Linked DNA regions of Gasterosteus aculeatus: region 2 is linked to region 1. Evidence: chromatin contacts called from public Hi-C data. All regions are on one chromosome and are shown on one strand. Each heading gives the region's core, a stretch centred on a gene start, on an enhancer-like site or on the middle of the called end of the contact. The rest is flanking DNA. Distances are from core to core; before and after follow the strand shown. Region 1 holds the start of LOC120824463. Region 2 holds the start of LOC120824045 (basic immunoglobulin-like variable motif-containing protein).

Region 1 (5,453 bases), core at 1,434-3,933:
ACACAAAAGACCCTTCAATGTGAACTCTGAAGGAGACGTGAAAGGTGAGATTGATTATTGATGAAGCCTGTTAGCAGTCAATCACAATGATGATGAGGGCTGATCACATGACCTTGTGCTGCTCTGATGAAAACAATAAGTGATCAATACCTAAATCTCTATCCCTTGGTGATAAACTCCTGATTAACGATGAGGGAAGAAATAATCATCTGATGGAAACTTTTAAACGATTAATTTAGAACCAAAAAGATACAGAAAACAAATACTTGAAGTAAATCAAATAAAAATGTCCATAACATTTGAGAGTTTGATCTTAAAAACATTCAGTTCAACCAAGTGAAAAAACCTTAAAGGTGCGAAGCTAAAATATATAGAAATATGTAAACGTATCAGGTTAAAGTTTAAAGAATTTAAATACTAGAGTATTACTTTATAAACAAATACACTTAATACGGACAAAATGTACTTTTAGATCTAAATGCTCAGAGGCTTCATGATGTAAATGAAGTTTATTATAGAAAGATTGTGATTTTATGGTAATAAAGGGGAGCATATTAATGATAAAGTATTGCTTCTTAAAAAAATAGTTTAAAAGAAAGTTTTCAAGAGTAAAAGAAAGTTGGAGAGGAAAGTCAAGGAATCGTCGCGTGAAGCGTCTCATCCGTCTGCTACGAGGTGTCGATGGGTCGATTGATCACTGATCAGCGGGTCGTCAATCACTGATTTTATTAAGTTAACAAAAGGAAGTTTAATGAAGGGACAGAAAACCATCCCTAAAGAACAATACATTTTACAGAATAATATTAGTTCAGTTCCTTAAAATGTAAAACTAGAATTAAACATCTTTCAGGTTTCAGAAACTGTCGCTGCTTCCGTGATGATAAAAGACAAAAGAAGTTTCTGTGAGCCAAGTGTGTTTCTACTTTTTATTTATCTTTACTTTGAAAGGCTTTTCATTCATACAGAGTTTAAGAGTTTAATGTGTTAAAAGGGGAAATAAAGGTCTCCTTCTTTTAAAGCTTAAAATCTACGGACGTTTAAGGTTAAGATACATTTTCAGGAGACTATTAAAGTTTCAAATTGAAAGCATCAAGGCTGTTTTAAGGGTTCAATAATGCCATTTTAAAGAGGCAAGATTTAGACCCAGATGTGAATCCAAGAATCCACAAACGGACTAATTAAACCTTTTATTTCACAATACACAGATCTGATGTTTTAGTGTGTGTGTGTGTGTGTGTGTGTGTGTGTGTGTGTGTGTGTGTGTGTGTGTGTGTGTGTGTGTGTGTGTGTGTGAACCCTCCTGCTGGTTTGACACTCGTCTGCAGTCTGCAGTTTTTCCTCTCGGCATCATTTCCATCTCACACGTCCTAAAAAGCCTTGAAAGTCGACACACTCTGCTGCTGAATGTCAACTTTGCATTTTAAGCAGCTTCCTCCTGATTTTATTTTCAGTTCGTTCCTGCAGACTTTAAGCTGCCGGTTTGTCTCTGAAATCGATCCTGTTTGTTGTTTCATATTAAAAGGAATCAGAGCTGACGACATCAACGCGTGTGACGCGTTGATGTCGTCATCAGTGTGGTTAAAGCAGGGTCAAAGCGTTGGATCACGCTTAATCAGATAACTTTATTTTAACGAGGTGCTTTGGGATACTAGCAAGGTTTTAACAAAATACAACACATTTCTTGACCTATTTTGACATTTTTCAACAATATTTCTTGATCTATTACGTCCACACTTTTTTCCATCAAATGTTTCCACTTCATTTATTTAGACTTTTTTTTCACAAATTTTAAGACCTATTTTGGCTTTTTTTCTCAGTCACAGTTCGTTCATTTCTCAACCAAACTAATTTTTGTGTTTTTGTTCAGTTACCATTTTGATTTTTTGGCCTAATATTATTTTTGTTTTTTTGAACTATTATAGTTTTTTTAAATTAAATTGTTCAAACTAATACAATCAAACTTTTTGTCCTATAACATTAACTAACTGATATGTTATGGCTTGTTTGGATGTTTGGACATTCAATGACATTCTCATACATATTTAGATTTTTTTTTTAAATAAAAAAATAAATATATATATATATATATATATATATATATATATATATATATGTATATATATATATATATATATATATATATATATATATATATATATATATATATATATATAAAAACTATTTGATCCATTATAATTTGACTTCATATCCATGACATTTGTGTTTTGGGACATTTCTTTCCCATAACATGTTTTGATATCCATCCATCCATCCATCCATCCATTGTCAAACCGCTTATCCTGCACACAGGGTCGCGGGGGGGCTGGAGTCCATCCCAGCCAACTTCGGGCGATAGACAGGGTACATCCTGGATTGGTCGCCAGCCAATCGCAGGGCTACACAGAGACATACAACCATTCACACTCACATTCACACACCTACGGGCAATTTAAAGTCCCCAATTAACCTGATCCCCAGAGCATGTCTTTGGACTGTGGGAGGAAGCCGGAGAACCCGGAGAGAACCCACGCAGACACGGGGAGAACATGCAGACTCCACACAGAAAGGCCACTGGGTGGAATCGAACCCAGGACCTTCTTGCTGTGAGGCAACAGTGCTAACCACCACGCCACCGTGCCGCCCCATGTTTTGATATTCTTTTACTAATTTTGCATAATTTATTGTGAAAAGGTGTATCCGGAAGTGACCTCCCAATATCCGGTAAACTTGACGCATGGGTTTGTCCGTTAAATCTTTCCCGGATTGTTCCCGTTGATGATGGCAGCCATGACGGAAATGACAGAAGATCCCGTCCTCGGCGGGGCCGTGGAGCCGGTACGGTCTTTATTCGTTTCTCATATTCAGTTTTTAATTATAAAACATAAATATGTTAACTGCTCAACTGGTAGCAATCAACTAGCTTAACTAACTGACTAACCAGCCTAGCTAACAACCACGCACTCAACCGGCCGGTTGGCTCACTTTACCATAGATATGTATGAACTTTGCGGTTAGCATGCTAGCTAGCTACATTTAAAGCTAACGCTACATGCTAACGGTTACCTCTCATGTCCGCAGGCGGAGACCGTTACACACGAAACTTCACTCATAGAAACTTTTGAAAACCCTTTGGAATTTTTGCAGGTGTGTTTTGTTATTTAATTTTACAGTTTTTATGCCAATGAAACAAATAGTTTATGTGTCAACGTTTCACATGAAAGAGAGCAGTTTACCAAACTATTCAAACGTCGGCCAATTTTAATACTAGATTAAAAAACACCACATCTGATATCAAATTAAATTGTTAGAATAAAAAAAAATTAACATGGTTCTAACAATTGACACTTTGCACCCACAAATGACAGCACAAACTTGCCCAATTTAATTAGAATCCGATGGGCCTCGTTTTTTACCTTTAGTACAACGCGGATATTGTAGTGTTTTCTAATTCTGGATGGCAGCATGTTGAACCGACAGAACCTGCAGCGCCAGAAGAGACGGACGGCACAGAGAAACCAGAGCAGGAGGACAGACAGCAGGCTGAAGAGAGAGACACCGAGGAAGACGGGCAGAAGGACACACTGAGGGACGGAGAGAAAGACAATCAGCAGGACACACTGGGAGACGGAGAGAAAGACCGACAGCAGGACACACAGAGGGACGGAGAGAAAGACCGACAGCAGGACACACAGGAAGACCGACAGCAGGCTGAAGAGACAAACGGACAACCAGATGGAAGGCAGGAAGGGCAGACGGTTCGTCAACCTGCAGCTGAATCCTCCATTAAAGAGTCAAAGGTGAGGGTGTGTTTTATAAAACGATTTTCATGTGGAAAACTGGACCAAGACTTTGTATTTTGTAGAAAATATTGTGTGTATTTAATGTATCGGCATCATAGTTTTAGTATTTTTGCCTCATCTCATCTTTTGCCTTCGTAGTATAAAACCTGCTGCGATAATTCCCAGCCGGACTATTTGACCGATTGGCTTCAGCAGTAGTGTCCCTGTCTCTCAGTGGGTGATGGGGTCTCAGTGTCGGGCGGTGTGGTCGGAGGACGGGCGGGTGTACCCGGCGACGGTGCTGTCTGTGGACGGAGAGCGCTGCAGAGTCTTCTTCAACGGCTACGGCAACCAGGAGGACGTGGATGTGAGCGCGCTCACAAGTCCAGTGGCTGTGGTGCCGCAACCAGCGACACAGAACTCCAAGGTACCGTTTACCAGACGACGTCCCTGAAATGAAACTGTTAAGACTATTAAGACGAGAAATCCCCTTGAATTTATTTAATGGCTGTTTTTACAAAAGCTCCCCAACAATGGAGTCTATGTCCCTAACATGTTTGCACGTGTCCACATGTCGTTAAAATATGGTTTTCAACACCTGGATGCTGTTCTCGTGTCCCTTGAGGACACCTAGCAAAGCTCTCTGCGTGTTTCAGGACTGGAAACCTGGTTCGGTGTGTCGGGCCGTGTTCTCAGAGGACGGTCTGGTTTATCCGGCTGTCGTTCTGTGGGTCAAGGGTCAACGCTGCCGCGTTCGCTTCGACAACTACAACAACGAGGAGGAAAAGGACGTCGGCAGCCTGCTGAGACACAACGAGCTCCACGGATCCGGCAGACCTCCTGCAGCCAAGGTATCAAAACCTGGTCCTGGCTCTCAACCAACATCCCCTCTGATTTACGTTTTCATTGACTCTCATTATTATTATTATTATTGTATCTGATACTAAATGAACGCATAAAAAACTTGGTCCTGCAGGGCAGCAACTGGCAGTCCAGTGTAACCAGTAGCAACTCTGACTGGAAGAGCAGGGGAGATGAGAACCAGGGGGAGCGAGGAGGAGGAGACGGGAAGAGAGAGGCGAGAGGAGGAGAGAGAAGGTCGGCATGGAAAGATGAAGAGCAGAACTCGTCCTGGGTGAGTCTTCCAGTTAAGGAGCGTTTGATTTAAATGAGCACGAGTGGATTTTTCTGACCTGTAAGGCAGATCTTTTTTTAAAATTATTTTTGTCCTGGAAAACCAGCTTGGAATTGCTTAAAAATCCCTTCAATCATCCATCACCCTTTTTGATTCATTACATCATGTGAGGGGGGGGCGCCGCGCCAGCAGACTTGTCCTTGTCTGTGATTGGTTAGATTATATTAACCCCGCCCCTTTAATGTCACCGCTTCATGGCCAGATGAATAAACTGGCTGATTTACTGAGTTGATGACCAGTTTGGAGGATCTAGTTGTTGTTGTCCGACCAGTAGGATAACTGGTATGTTGACCTGTAAGCATCTCAGGTGAGAGCAGCGTCCTTGTTGTCCCCGCAGGTGAAAGACAAACAAAGTGATCAGGGTCACACGCAGATGGAGGAAGAAGAGAAGAAGAGAGGAAACAAAGCAGATAAACCGACTTATCACAGCTCCTCCTTCTTCCCTCCGTTTCCTCCTCCTCCTCCTCTTCAGCCGGGCT
Region 2 (5,453 bases), core at 2,139-4,638, 150 kb before region 1:
CAGTAAAAGAAAAAGAAGAAATTCCAAATTTCCTAATCAAGCCCAAAACCAAGAAACCAGGTCCCCCAAAGAAAGAGAACCCGGCAGAGAAATCCAGGTGTGTGTGTGTGGCGCCCCCCCCCCCTCCCCGTGTGATCACGCGGTCTTCGGTTCGTGGCCTTTTCCTATTTTCATGAGCCACCTTTTTTGTTCCCAGCTCTCTGGAGCTGCCTTATGTAACGCCGCTGGAGAACAAACAACGCAAGAGCTTCACGTCCAAAGCTCTGCATCCTCTGAGCAGCATCCCGAAGAGCCGGCCGCAGCAGAAACCCAGATGTGAGGTCACACCGTTTGGGTTGTGCAAATGCATTTGGATGAGTTTAAAATAAAAAAAAACCATTTTATTAGTTGAACCTCAGCTCCTATAATTTTACAATAAATCCATTTAGACCCTTGAAGACAGAAATGTCCCATTAAAAAAAAAAAAAGAGAACATGAGCTGAAACATGTAATTGTCTTGGAGTCCACCAGGGGCATCGCTCCAGTATTATGGAGCTAAAACATTTCTGTCCAATAAGGACAACCAACCAACCAACCAACCAAGAGTCTTTTTTAAGCGGTCCCTTTGTTCGTTGCCGCGGTGACTGCTGCGTCTCTGACGGGTTTTTCCCCGCTAGTTGACGGGAAGCTGGAGGAAGGCCGCCCCTCCCTGTTGGCCAAGTTGTTGTCCAGCGGCCCGATGCCCGAGCTCGGCCACAGCAGCAGCTCCGACGGCGAGAAGGACTCCGCCGCTCCCGAGTGGGACGTGCCGCTTTCCAAAAACTGCGTCCGTGAGTGAAGCCCCGCCCCCCCCCCCCCCCCCGTGGTGTCTGCCTGCCCGCACCGCTTCAGGCCTCCGCTCACCCTTTTTTTTCCCCTCCTGCAGAAGCAGACAGTCTGCAGCAGATCTCCCTCCAGACCATCAACGCAGACCCCTTCCTGAAGAGGTCCGCCACAGCGGGGGCCTGCACCCCTCCCCCGACCTCCCCCATCCTCCTGTCCCGGGGCTCCTACAGCAGCGTGCTCAACAGCAACAGGTACCCGCCGTCGAAAGAGCTAAAGATGAATAAAGATATACACGAGATCGGTTTGGATCAGCTACATGTCGCTTTTACAGGGTCGAGTTTAATTTTCCATCTTAACAATTCCTGAAACGGTATCGAGATGATGATCAAACTAAAAGTGATTCGATCGACCTTCACGTTGTTGTTGTTGTTGCTTGTTTGTTTCACATTCGAGCTGAAGTCTCAAGTGGAAGTGAGGTTTTAATTTACCAAAATCAAAATAATTTCCGTCCTGTTTTCCGCTCAGTGAAGGGAACCAAAAGAAGGCTCCAGGAAATAAACTGTCCCCAGCGGTTCCTCTCCCAGGAAAAAACGGGAACCCCACCTTCGCTGCTGTAGCTGCTGGTTATGACAAAAGCCCAGGTGTGTGTGTGTGTGTGTGTGTACGTACGTGTGTGTGTGTGTGTGTGTGTGTGTGTCTGTACGCTGTGGTTCCGGAGGGACACTCATCTTTTCTGTCCCGCTCAGGTGGCTCCGGTCCGGGTAAAACCGACAAGGCTCTGGCCCACATGATGTCTGTGGAGAGCGACGGCTCCGACAGGTACCAGGAGGAATTAACATGAAATCCAGATGTTGATACCAAAGTGTGGTATTCTAACGTGTGCATGTTTGTGCGCCTCAGCTCTGGGCTGTGGAGCCCCATCGACTCGGCCAGTAGTCCGAACTACCATTCAGCCAACTCCTTCTCTGCTTTTGGACCCAACAGTTCTTTCAACCTGACCAAAGGTCTGTTCACCAACGAAGAAGAACGGAGGTGCCGCTGGCGTGTGGTCGTTGGCTACATTCTAACGTGTGTGTGTGTGTGTTTAGTATTCAGCGGGATGAACGTCTCAAAGTCCTCGGAGCCTCAGCAGAACTGGGCCGACTTCAGCTCCGCCGCCTCCTCCATCTGGGACATGCCGAGCAGCGACTCCCTGCACTCCTGGCCCAGCAGCTCCAGCTCCCCGACGGCCCCGACCGCGGTAAGGGCCTCATGATGATAATTTAGGGTGAGGAGGCTGTGACCCGCGGGTCAGTCGATCAGCTGACACGGCGTTCCTCTCGTCTCTCTCCAGTCCCTGCTGGGGGACGCCCGTAACCCCTGGTCCGCCACGACGCCCTTCAGCAGCTCCATCTGGTCGACGAGCGCGGATTCAGCGCTGCACCCGTTTCCCCCGCCGACCACCTCGCCGACGCTGAGCGACCTGGTCTGCGCTCCCGTCCCGTCTTCGCCGCCGGCGGCCGCGACCGAGCTGAGCCGGACCTACAACCCCTGGAACATGTGGCGGCCGACCCTGAGCCGGCGCAGCTCCGAGCCGTGGCCCAGCTCCTCGGACAACGGCAGTTAAACTGCAGCTCGCGCGCGCTCTGTACGCTAAATACACAAAGCATATATTTCATAGCCGGAGGATTCCAACCGAAAGCGATGTTTCCTTGTCAAGTGTGAAAAGGGGTTTCGGCAGCAGAGCTGCAGGTTGCTGAGCCGTTTAGTTCTCTGCAGCTTTTTATTCACGGAGGCAGAAGTGCTAATTTTTTATTTTGATTTATTTTAACAGGTGGCCGTGAATAAAAAAAATTTAAAAAGGCTGTTTGCACGGTGTGCTAATGCCAGCGCAGACATTTGGCTCCGCGGATGCACTCCCATTGGTTCATGGCCCAGAGTCTCCGATATTCAGTGTTAATGTTGGAACAGACGTCTGATTTTAAGCCATGTGTCGTTTGTCATTTCGGTTTCTTGTTTTTTTTAAAGTTGGTTTGAAAAAGTCATTTTATTTGGCCTCTGAAGTGTAAACTGAGTCATCGACGTTTTAAAAAAACAACCAAGCCCTCAGTGAGAAAACATTGGTCATCAACACTTTTTGGTTTGTACTCGACAGCTCCTCCATTTGTCAGCAAATTTAAATAAAGGTTTTCAGCAGAACATCGATGATTTCATTTTTTTCTTCTGTAACATATTTAAGACTCGGGGTGTCACGGGGTCGCGGGAGTTTTCACGGTCGTTACCGACGCCGTGCGTCGACCCACCGCTGCACGTGCGATCCGTTAAAGCGCCTGAAGACGACGCGCAGCCTCAGACGGTTCAAAGGGCCGCCGGCGGCGCGCTCTGATTGGTTCAAACCACGAGAGCCGTCGGATCGATCCACCGTTCACTCAAATTGAGTGACGCTGTGCTTGAAGTAAATGCTCCAATTTATGATACGATATGTCGTGTGAACACGCCTAATAACGCCTGTACCTGAACAGGTCGTGACTTCGAGTGTTGTCGTGTGAGTCTATGGCGTCGGAATATTTCCGCACCCCCGCTGTGACGCAGAATGGTACGTCCCTGCAATCCCGAGCCGGAAGTGAAGACGGATCCTTCAGGAAAACGACGCGTCGGATTTATTCTCAATCATCCTTCATTATTCTCACTTTCACCGAGCCGACGGTCGCTCACCGACCCCGATGTGTCGTTAGAGCTTCCCGCGTCGACCAGGCGGGTCCTCGGCCGCTGCGAGAAGACGTCCGATGGACAAATGACAGCTGGGCGTGTTTGCGTGCGAAAAAACAGCCCATTTTCTTCACAGGTCGGTCGATGATCACGAAAGATCACATGTTACACGGTAACGTTCACCAATGTAGCACCGGTGTATCGGAGCAAATTGTAAAGGACCTCAGAATAATTTTAATAATTATCAAATAATATTCATTTTAAAATCCTGTTCAATAAAAAAGTTATACTCCAGTGTTACGAAAAAATAAGTCATTATTGTTGGAAAGGAAACAATCCTTTTATAGTTTGTAAAAATAAAAAGGATTCACCATGACGAAAATCCTGGAATAGTTTGTCAAAAAATAAAGCGCACAATCATTTATCAAAAATAACCCTAATAAATATTATACTTTGGTTCTTTAATGGTTCGCTTGCACCTGACTCACTCATTTCTGGTTAAACGGACATCTGGTACGACACTAACATTCGCTTTAATCTCGTTATTAACCATCAGTCCGCCTACAAGCTGAAGGTTTTAATCGTGTTTGAGTTTCGAGTGTTCAAGACACGGTGGCGTGGTGGTCAGCACCGTCGCCTCGCCGCGAGAAGGTCCTGGGTTCCACTCCGCCCAGTGGCCTTTCTGCGTGGAGTCTGCATGTTCTCCCCCGTGTCTGCTGGGTTCTCTCCGGGTTCCCCGGCTTCCTCTGGGGATCAGGTTGATTGGTGACTTTAAATTGCCCGTAGGTGTGTGAATGGTTGTCTCTGTGGAGCCCTGCGATTGGCTGGCGACCAATCCAGGGTGTCCCGCGTCCCCCGTCTCTCGCCTGAAGTATGCTGGGATTGACTCCCCCCGCTCCCCCCGCCGCGACCCTGCGTGCAGGATGAGCGGTGTGACGATGGATGGTGTTCAACACCCATTTAACATTTCATCCAGGCTCCATATTTTCTTACAGGGTTTCTCTTTGGCCTCCACCTCCCAGCTGATCTGTCCCCACACCAGGCGGTTCAATGCCGAACACGTCAGAGGGTCAAGGGTCGAACCTCACCGGGCCGCAGCGCTCCCCCAGCGGCTCCCTCGCCCGTGACGCCGCCATGGCGAGGAGGGCCTCGAGCGCCGAGCTCCAGCTGCCGTGGACCTGCCCGGTCACTCACTCCAGGGAGACGTTCTACACCGTCTGCTCCGATTACGCTCTCCTCAACCGGGCCCCGAACGCCGTCGGCCCCGACCGCCGGGACGAGGCGCCGTCCGCGGGGCGGGCCGAGGCTGCCGCGGACCTCGGCGCCGGGCAGTCCGGAGGGGCGGCGCACGCGGGCTCGGACGGGGACTGTGACATGGAGGAGGGGCCCTCCGGTCACGCCGAGCCGATCCTGGCCTGGGAGATCGACACCAGGGACTTCAACGCCGTGCTCACGAGAAACATCCGGACAAGTGAGAAGCCCGCCGGGATGTGTGAGTGTGGCAGGAAGTGAGCGTGACAGGAAGTGAGCGTGGCAGGACAGGAAGTGAGTGTGACAGGACAGGAAGTGAGCGTGGCAGGACAGGAAGTGAGCGTGGCAGGAAGTGAGTGCGGCAGGGCAGGAAGTGAGTGTGACAGGAAGTGAGCGTGGCAGGAAGTGAGCGTGGCAGGAAGTGAGTGTGGCAGGACAGGAAGTGAGTGTGGCAGGACAGGAAGTGAGTGTGACAGGAAGTGAGCGTGGCAGGACAGGAAGTGAGTGTGGCAGGACAGGAAGTGAGTGTGACAGGAAGTGAGTGTGGCAGGACAGGAAGTGAGTGTGACAGGAAGTGAGTGTGACAGGAAGTGAGTGTGGCAGGACAGGAAGTGAGTGTGACAGGACAGGAAGTGAGTGTGGCAGGACAGGAAGTGAGTGTGACAGGAAGTGAGCGTGACAGGAAGTGAGCGGCTGTGGAGCGGAGGCAC

What was found. A called contact is a pair of places that touch in the nucleus more often than the background predicts.
Region 2: a contact with region 1 is called in a Hi-C map of skeletal muscle, with 3 times the contacts expected there. The contact joins the promoter of LOC120824045 here to the promoter of LOC120824463 in region 1. A contact is called at or near these places in 3 of 6 Hi-C or Micro-C datasets (skeletal muscle and tail fin).

The regions. Positions count from the first base shown.
Region 1 is chr8:20,735,425-20,740,877 of fGasAcu3.hap1.1, reverse strand. LOC120824463 reads left to right here and starts at 2,683. Exons shown (of 10, transcript XM_040185352.2): 1 at 2,683-2,835; 2 at 3,079-3,144; 3 at 3,462-3,797; 4 at 4,015-4,206; 5 at 4,436-4,630; 6 at 4,756-4,914; 7 at 5,312-5,453. The coding sequence starts at 2,776.
Region 2 is chr8:20,888,896-20,894,348 of fGasAcu3.hap1.1, reverse strand. LOC120824045 (basic immunoglobulin-like variable motif-containing protein) reads left to right here and starts at 3,388. Exons shown (of 10, transcript XM_040184602.2): 1 at 3,388-3,628; 2 at 4,488-4,963. The coding sequence starts at 4,543. tmem131 (transmembrane protein 131) reads left to right here. Exons shown (of 41, transcript XM_040184601.2): 33 at 1-97; 34 at 197-315; 35 at 657-809; 36 at 905-1,055; 37 at 1,330-1,445; 38 at 1,551-1,623; 39 at 1,705-1,808; 40 at 1,893-2,044; 41 at 2,138-2,982. The coding sequence ends at 2,410.